Regions from separate parts of the Zea mays genome. Here region 1 is linked to region 2. The links are chromatin contacts, called in public Hi-C maps. All regions are on one chromosome and are shown on one strand. Each heading gives the region's core, a stretch centred on a gene start, on an enhancer-like site or on the middle of the called end of the contact. The rest is flanking DNA. Distances are from core to core; before and after follow the strand shown.

Region 1 (4,924 bases), core at 1,698-4,197, 110 kb before region 2:
GATATGTCATTCTTGTTTTTTTTTTAATGAATGCTCGAAAAGATAATTAGCATATGCTAATTTTGCAACGTGTCAATATCTTTTTTTTGTCTGAAGGAAAAATAGTAATCTTAGAGCATCTCCAACAACGTGACCTATAAAAATGCCTTATAATTTAAAATTAAGTAAATTTTATAGAATTTAGGGCACCAACAAAACACTCCGCTCCAACAGTAAAGCCCCAAATCTAGATTGTAGGGCAGCCCACCACGGTGTAGTATATTTGAGGCACTTGAGATGGTGCCCTATAGTTTTTTGACAAAATTTGTTGAATTGAGGCACTGTTGGAGTGATTTTTCCTGTGTAGAGCCCTATATTTCGATTTGAGGCATTAGTTTGAGGTATTGTTGGAGATGCTCTTAGACAAAAGTAGTACTGTATATCTCATGGTTGTTATTGTGCAATCATCCTATAGGAGTAACATAGTAACATACCATGAGGTTTGAGATGCAACACAACACCAGTGCATTCTGCACGGTGCATATGTACGTGTAACAATAGGTTGGCACTATCACTTAGAAAGTTAGAACTCGCCGCTGGACGTGGCCGCCATCTCCTCAAGCTCAAGTCGTCGTCGTGATGTTGTGTACAGACACTCTTACCATCTTGCACTGTACAAACATCGAGTAGAGCTTGTGTATCGTGGTTCAAAAGATCTAGCCCCTATACGTGAAAGCATCTTTTAATCATACTTGGTTGAGACTATAACAATCTCATAGGCTACCTTGATGATGCTTTTTCTACGATCTTGGTCTCAAATAAATCAATTATGAAATCAGTTGAAGTTAAAGTATGTTTAATTTAACCCAAAAAAGTAGCATCATTTATGGCATGTAATAATATTATTATAAGATATATTTTATAATATATCTAGTTCTGTTTTGTAGATATGAATATGTTTCAAACTTAATGAAATTTCGAATAATTGGATTTAATGTAATTTTATAATAAGTTAATTTATTGTAGAACGGATATCGTAGCTTATGAAAACCCACATCATACGAGCCCCTCTTCACTCACTACGGACTCACTTTCTTTGCCGAGTGTCTCAAACAATTGGCAGACATTTTATCGACAAAGGGTTATTTGTCGAGTATCTTTTTTCGGACATTCGACAAAGACTTTGCTGAGTGTCGGTAAAGAAAAACACTCGACAAATTAATAATCTAAAAAACCCCCAAAAAACATCAAAACATTTTTAAATTATAGGAACAACTCTCCAACCACTATCAATTACTATACTCATCGCTCTATCATTTTTCACTTTATTTTGAATCAAATTTACATGTTTTGTGAATGGTGAAATTCGAACTCACAACCACTCTCTCGCACATACCCTACTCTACCACTATACTAATACATCAATTGTGTCTATATTACGTTTTCATTTCTCGTGTATTATAACAAACTGAGGGTAATTTGATTATTTGAGACACTAAATGAATTCATTTGAAAATGTGATCAACTATAAACTTGCATAACTTCTCAAGATCTACAAGTTCTATTTTGATAGTTTCTACATCCGAGACCGTTTACAAAATTTGAATTTTAAATTTGAAAACTTCACATGAATTTTAATGATAAGATGATTTAAAATCAAAAAATTGTCAATTATAAAGTTTTATTATATTTCAAGACCTACTGGTGGTTTTTCCATCCGAGATATTTTAAATAATTCAAATTTTAAAATTCAAACATAGTTTTGCATGACAAGATGATATATGAAAACCAAGGAATAAATAATGTTGGATATGAATTATGTCAACACTATAGCAATAGAGAAACCAAATTTAGAGTACGTTGATGGAGAAGATATAGATCATATAGAGAATATTTCTTTAGGAGCGAAATTTAAAGAACGTTGCTGAGACAACAACTAGTGCTAGTAATTGGGTCGGGCCGGACGTCCCAAGCCCATCGTTCTTCGGGGCAAACGGGCTTGGCCAAGAAGGCCTAAAAGACTTTTAGGTCGTGCCATGCTAGTCCAAATAGTAGAAACAGTAGCCTAATTCGGCTCTAAAGCACGTCGTGACTTCGTTGGACCGTGCCGACCTAAGCCCGACCAATATATTTAAACCACATAAAATTAAGATATTACAACCATATAAAGTTTATAATTTATTAAACTAAAGATATTAAATAATGCTAGTATCATTTGACCACGTAGAGTCTAAATATTATAACAATATAAAGTTTATAGCTTACTAAATTAAAGAAATTAAACAATATAAACTTCATTGAACGGTAACGTTTAAGACCGACACATGTGTGTGGGTCATACGAGGAGCCCGACGGAACGAAATTTAAGACCCGCCGTAGGCCCGTCCTCAAGCCGTGCTGTCAGACACATATTATTTTATATCGGGTCGTACTTTAGACTCATGTTTTTGAACCGTGGTGAAAAAAAAACCCAGCCATGTTTCCGGCACTGGTCCTAAAGACCGATAAGGTCAGTCGATGCGGAACACGACGGTCTGGAGGCAATGCAAGCAACCGAACGACGCGTCGACGGGCTTCACGGGTCCCCTTGCCTCCGTCACTGGCGGCGTCGCCGATATGACCCTGACCACGTCCTCCTCCCCGCGCTTCTGGTTGGCGGGCTAGTGCCCAAGGCGGAGGAGGCGTACAGTCCAGGGGCGACTCTCACAACATCATTTTGCTGCGAGGAATGCCTCCTCCGCTACAGTCTCGGCAGATGCTCGTGGTCGATCTGCGCGGCGTCAGCGAGAACAAGTCCGGCGTCTTCTTGATCGTTTGACCGGCACGCTGGCTTTTATGGCTTGGCGGCAGGGACTTTGATTTCGGTTCCGGTTCGAACGCGGAAGCGAGGACGTGGGCCGTACGTCAGAAGGCCGAGCGCGTATTGGACCGCGACGCGGCAATCGCACGGTCAATTTGTTCCAAGGCCTGACGTGCTGGGTTGGCGAGGCCGAGCCGGGCCCGACCGTTCCTTTGGGGCCGACGGGCGAGGTGGGCTGGTTAGAGCCCAGCGGTCAGTTGTTATTAATCATTAACTAGATGTGTGCCCGTGCGTTGCTACGGAGTAAACATGCTATAATAAGATATATTGAGATGCAGAAGCATTAATTATCATTCAATGTTTTTGTTAGCATCTTTTTAAAGGTTAAGAATGTTTACATAACTATAATTTTATCTTTATTAATGAAGATAAAATCCATAAAAACATTTCGTGATAATTTGCTTTTCATGATAGGACAACGCTAGAGACATTGACCTAGAGTCCTCACATCGTCATCTCGATGTTGAGGCTAGGTATAGCCAAAGACGTCGGATAGGAGGTCCGAGACTTCGAGAGCCTATCGTGGAGGTCTATGATCTTAAAGAGTTTCTAGGTGGGCGACCGATGTTGATGGCCTCGGCGAAGCTGAAGAGGTGCAGCGCGGCGCCATTGATGGCCTTGGCGAAGGGGGTGTGAAGAACAAAAATACCAAGCATCACAATACTTGTTGAGCTTTGAAACCAATTTACACGATAAGTTGAGCTTCAAATAGAATGTCCTTCTTGAATGTAAAGTAAACATAAGAACATACCTGAGAACGATGTCCTTCTCGGCTTTACTAATATCTTTGTGCTTCTGAACATCGCAATTCATACAATACAAGGAAAATATATTAATTGGAGTTTGACAAAAGAAAAACCAAATATCTCAACAGCATTCATCAGACAGTGAAAACATATCCACTATTGCAAATGGAACCTAAATTTTTTCTTTTAAACAAGCAACAGTAAATTTAGTACTACACGAAGCAAAAGGAGCAGTTGCTACAATACAAATAGTCAAATACTATGAGGAATTGTTAATATCACAAGATACATGACTATTTCAGATCATAACTATTTCAGCAAGTTTTACCTCTAGCAGCTCACACCTCATAGATTATTTGCAACATAGAAGTTACAGTTCCTATCTTCCAAATCATACCAGTTCATAGAGTTTGATACGCTTCAAGGCTTGCATTAACAAAAATAATAAACTGGTACTGCTCAAAATCCAAATCTATGAGATCGCAAACATATGTATGACAAGCAATATATTTAGAGAGCAAAAACCACAGAGTGGAACTAAATGTTACTCCCAACTGAAGGATTCCAGGGATGGCATGCTTTCGGCGCGATCTCAAAGTTTGCTTGCGCTCGGGGATGATCCATGTGAGCCCCTGAGAAGAGTTGAAGCAAGCATAAGCAAAGTGGCAACTCCTAGGCCTCATATCATATCGATTAGCTAAAGAAGCTGTGATACAGAACAACAAACATATATATGACAAGCAATATATTCTAAGAGCAAAAACCACACAAATCTGCATTTTGTAAGCACAGCTCAAACTGAATCATTAACATACCACACCTTGGACATCGAAGATGGTAGTGGAGTCAATATGCCTCTTAGCAGCTAATGTGCAGGCAGAGAACCTCTCCCTAAAAGCTCTCTCAAACTCCAGGACACCTTCCCTGGCCTCTCTATGTACATCGGCCGGCCTTCACAGTCCACACCATGTAGCCCCGAGGATAGTAAACAACACATCATCCAATCCTCAAAAACAAAATCATGAACGCATATTCTAAATGCATAGAACCACAACAGATTATTTTAGTATACCAAACAATTGATTAGTATCTCCCAAGTACTACTCACGATCCAGACTTGGTAGTGGTCACCATCCACAAGAAATTTCGCTTAAAATTTTATAAATTGGATCACATATCAATGTACTATGAATGTATGTAGAAAAGAAAGAAGCGAGCGAGTTTGAAATGCCGTGAGATAAGTTCTTGCAATATATTGCAGCAGCTTTTCTCAGCTTCCAAGTCTCTTTCTAGCTACTGCCTAGAACCCAAACAATTTAGCCTATCAGCTTTCTCCAAA
Region 2 (4,518 bases), core at 1,827-4,326:
GTGATCAGTACCAGTATTGCCTTTATTGTGGATGCAAAGTGAACTTTGTTCTAGAAACTCAATTTTTTTATACATCTTCTATACCTTTTTTAAACTGGATGCCTTTTCCTACTTTGTTCAGTATGAATCACCAGAAGTGCTGGCAAATGAATGCCCCGGTCCTGATGAGGATGACCATTGATTAGTTGTGTGAAGGTGACAAAGAATTGTCTTTGATACAAACAGGTGATGGTTCTATACTCACCATCATCACAATGATGTTCAGTCATGATTGGTGTACTTCATTGGATCCCCAATACATTGGAGCACAAACTTTGTGGTTTGTGCTCTTGTCGTCATCATACGAACACACTAAGCAATAGAATAGCTTGTTTTGTTGGATGCACCCTTCTTTGATTTCCTCATTATGTCTGCCTTTTCTATTTGTTTAGATCTTGCCTTATTTTGGGTGTGGCTGTTCTTCTCACGCAGGTTGTTCTCTGTGTGTGGCCAAAGGGAAGAAGAAATCACATTTTGACGATTAACACAAGTAGTTCCCCTTCCTTGGTCTCCCTTAGAAGTCACATTTTGATGATAGAACTTTGTATACTTAACATGTTCCTTAGAAGTTAGAATATTACGTATCCAGTAAAACAGATTTCAAAAGTTATGTTCTCGTCATGGATTATCTTTATTCTTTGTTTTCATGCAAAATATAATTTTAGAAGCATGCATGTACGTGCATGCTCTTTGTAATTTCAAATTTTCATAGAAATATACCTGGTGTATATCTCTTATCTCTCATACTGAAATTGCAAAAAACACTAGAATCTATCAAAAGTTTATTTTATACTTATTCATCTGAATATCTAAACTCTATTTATCTATGATGGAGAATTTTTTGATTTTGTTATTAATTTACACTATCCTTCTATGGAATCAACGTATTTTATTTGAGATGTCAATGACAAAGCACATGTACAATCTTATATTATTTTTAGGTATACAAACATCCACTTTTAGTACTGCTAACAAAAGTATAGAATAACAATTAGTTTTTTGCATATCAATGCATTTTATCATAGTACTTTGCATCTCAATGTATTTTACCATTATATCTTGACTCCGTAGCAACGCACGGGCATACACCTAATAAAAGTATTAAGAATTATATTATTATATCTAAAGATAGGCCTTATTTTAGTTTTTTTACAGTGCCACAAATTTTTACGGCTCGGTGCTGTCTCTGTATACTATTTAGAGACATGAGAAAGATATTCAATTAATGTAAACACGAGATCAATAGTATCTAATGAAATTTACTCTTTGTTTGACCAACGCTGCAATTGGTTAGAACTTTCGAATACTCTCGATGTCCCAAAATAAAATTTGTTTTAGATAATTAATAGGTTCATACAATACTTAATATATTTGTTTTATATATATGTCTAGATCTATTTTCATTCATCTAATATAGACATAAAAAACAAGAGATAAAATGACTACTATTTTGAGATAGAGAGAGTATTAAAAATAATTATCTACTGGGTCTAGGCGTCTAGCTCTAGGCTCTAGTAATTTGTTTTTGCTTTTTACATGACATCCTATATTTATATGTCTATTGAACAGTGCATCAAATTCATATCTTTCCGCCGGAATCCAATTAGAAAATATCACAATATGATTCACGTTATAAAAAACGTAAGAAATCGAAAATTTAACTCAGGTATGTTTCATGATATATTCATTATCTTATTACAATGCAAAAGTATTATATATTGTTTAACAATTATTACAATATTAATATTAAAAATTATATTATTTTGTCTAAAGATAGGTCTTATTTTAGTTTTTTGTATAGTGCCACAAAAAATTTCCGGCACGGCCATATCTCTGTATACTATTTAGAGACATGAGAAACATATTCAATTAATGTAAACACGAGATCAATAGTATCTAATGAAATTTACTCTTTGTTTGACCAACGCTGCAATTGGTCAGATTTTCCGAATACTCTCTCATAAATTAAAATTCATTTTAGATAATTAATAGATTAATACAATACTTAATATATATGTTTATATATATCTATATCTATTTTTATTTATATAATATAGACATAAAAAACAAGAAAAAACAAGAGATAAAATGACTACTATTTTAAGATAGAGGTATTATTAAAAAAAACAACGCAGGCCAAGGGCGCTGGTCAAAGAAGCATCCAAGATGGATTGCACTCGGACGAATAAACAAGGGGTACTTTGAACAGCCCCTGCATTGACCGGGTTTCTTTTTTCAGTTGCCGGATGAATATCTACTGGCCTACGCGCTACGCTACGCGGGAGCTAGATGCGCTGCATCCCTCCCAGTTTTTTTACACGACAGAGAAGGCTATGGGCTATATGTAACCAAATTAGCTAGGAAATTAAGCTAATCATCACAATTAAGCGAGCAGCCGAACCAATAATCGGGACCAAATCAGCGGAGCCGGGCCGGGAGCGATGTGCGTCAGCCGTCAGGACGAGTCGAACTTGTAGTACTTGTCGACGGCGGCGGCGACGTCCCAGGTGCAGCTGAGCCCCTTGGGGAAGACGACGAGGTCGCCGGCGCCGAACTCCACGCACTCCGACGACCCCTTGATGTGCGCCCGCACCTTGCCCTTGAGCAGGTAGCACGTCTGCCGCGCGTCGAACTTCACCGGGAACTTCCCCGGCGGGCAACCCCACCTGCACACGCACGGCAGCAGTTACATACGCCACGGCGATCAGGAGCTGGGGACGAGAAACCAAGAAGTAAACTAGCGGGCAGTGATCGGCGGCAGCGGTGCTCACTTGGGCCAAGACCTGACGCCGAGCTGCTGCAGGCGCGACTCCGGCGGGTTGCGCTCGACGGCGATGGAGAGGCCGCCGCCAAGAGGGTCGGTGTCCATGCTGTCCGGTTTCGAGCCCGAGGCCATGGGCGGGCGTGGCAGCGCGCTACAGCCTGGAGGAGATCGACGGAGAATGGTAGCTCGGGAGGAGGAGCAACAGCTCGCAGTTATGGAGAGGCTGCGTAAGTTTGGTAGGCGTTGAGGCTGAAGTGAGGTGAGGAGTTCTGGTAGTGGGGGGAAGGAGGGTCCGAGGGCAGTTGGGAGCGGAAGCTTTTCCGGCTGACGCCTGTAATAAACCGGAGAGCAATAATAAAAAGCGTGACAAATATTTTATTATTTTCTTTTATGCATGTGCCATGTGCATAAGATTAGACTTTGGGATGCTTGATAATGTGTGGGTAAATGATCAGCGCTTAGGAATGGATAATTAGTTCACAAAATACTTCCTCCGTACTCAAACACAAGGAATCGAAGTTTGTTCCGAGTGAAACTTAGGTCTCTATAGAGTAAATTGTTAACCAGCTAATAAGTTGTTAGTTAGCCGGCTAACTAAATAGTTAGGGGTGTTTCAAACCTAAAGCTAATAGATTGTTATGAGCTAAATGTAATTGCTGCCATTGTCTCTTTCTCTTTGTTTTTGAATCATATTTCTATCCAGTATGCTACTATTGCTATGAATATTTGGGAAATAAAAAATTTCAAATAAAAAAATAAAATATTATAAATAGTATATAATTTTTTTTTAAAAATACCACACAAGTGGGTTCCACAAACTTAAATTTCATACAAAATAAATAAATTGTTCAACACAAACCGACGGGCAGTGCACCTAGCTAGGTCAAGAGCCAGGGCAGGAGAAGCTCAGAGAAAGACTGACTTCTTTGTAAGGGAAAAATCGACGGTTAGGTAGAAAGTGCCAGAGATAATTCGATCATCAACTACCTATTAGCTGATTTGTCTAGATTAGAACAGTTAACAACTAATGGCTATTTGGGATATAGCTAACAAACAGTCGGTCCATTAGTTGACCCATTCTAAACCACTCAACTAATATTAGCCGCTAACTATTAGTTTTAGAGATTTAGAACATAGCCTAATTTAAATAAATTTATAGAGAAGATGGTTAATATCTAACATATCAAATAGATCACTTATGACAATGTATTTCATAATGTATTGAATAACAATGCTAATTTGATATTTTTATTATTGTTATTATTATCTATAAACTTGGTCAAATTTATGATGATTTGATTTAGGATGAAATTTAATCTCTTATAATTCTTGGTATATCTTAATATATCAGTTTAAACTTTACCAAAAAATAGCAAATTAAAGCATATGTATTTATTAACCCAAAAATATTATAGTAAAAAACCAATTGATGACTAGTGTTGACTATAGCAACATTAGTAATCACGAAAATAGAGTATCGCGTTGTTGAGTCTTGGAAAACCAATAGATGTATACTCAAATAAACTGGTATCCAACTAAGACATTGTTTGACACACTTTATTCACAAATTTAAGCAGAAGTTGTACTAACAGATGTTTCTACAATAATTTATTAGTCTAGTTACTTCTTGTGATGAATTAAAAACTAGCAATAAGGAGCTACATTATTTTTCAACAAGCAGCATATATGCCAAACACTACCTAACACTGGCGAGT

Evidence for each region. A called contact is a pair of places that touch in the nucleus more often than the background predicts.
Region 1: a Hi-C map of ear shows a contact between it and region 2, with 2.7 times the contacts expected there. The contact joins the enhancer-like site here to the promoter of LOC100282274 in region 2. A contact is called at or near these places in 5 of 25 Hi-C or Micro-C datasets (bundle sheath, ear, endosperm and 2 more).

Annotation. Positions count from the first base shown.
Region 1 is chr4:146,512,929-146,517,852 of Zm-B73-REFERENCE-NAM-5.0, reverse strand. LOC103653786 (a long non-coding RNA gene) reads right to left here. Exons shown (of 10, transcript XR_002750540.1): 8 at 4,401-4,924; 9 at 3,591-4,217; 10 at 3,179-3,456. Among protein-coding and RNA genes, the nearest start is that of LOC103653786, 7.7 kb to the right of the region's middle. Within about 2 kb of position 2,947, at least 18 of the 20 cell types and tissues checked have an H3K27ac peak or open chromatin away from gene starts, as enhancers often do. A contact at or near this core is called in bundle sheath, ear, endosperm and 2 more, where this site is marked.
Region 2 is chr4:146,398,601-146,403,118 of Zm-B73-REFERENCE-NAM-5.0, reverse strand. It overlaps LOC100282274 (enzyme of the cupin superfamily), which reads right to left and starts at 3,076. Exons shown (of 2, transcript NM_001155186.2): 1 at 2,811-3,076; 2 at 2,125-2,705. The coding sequence starts at 2,935. The coding sequence ends at 2,495.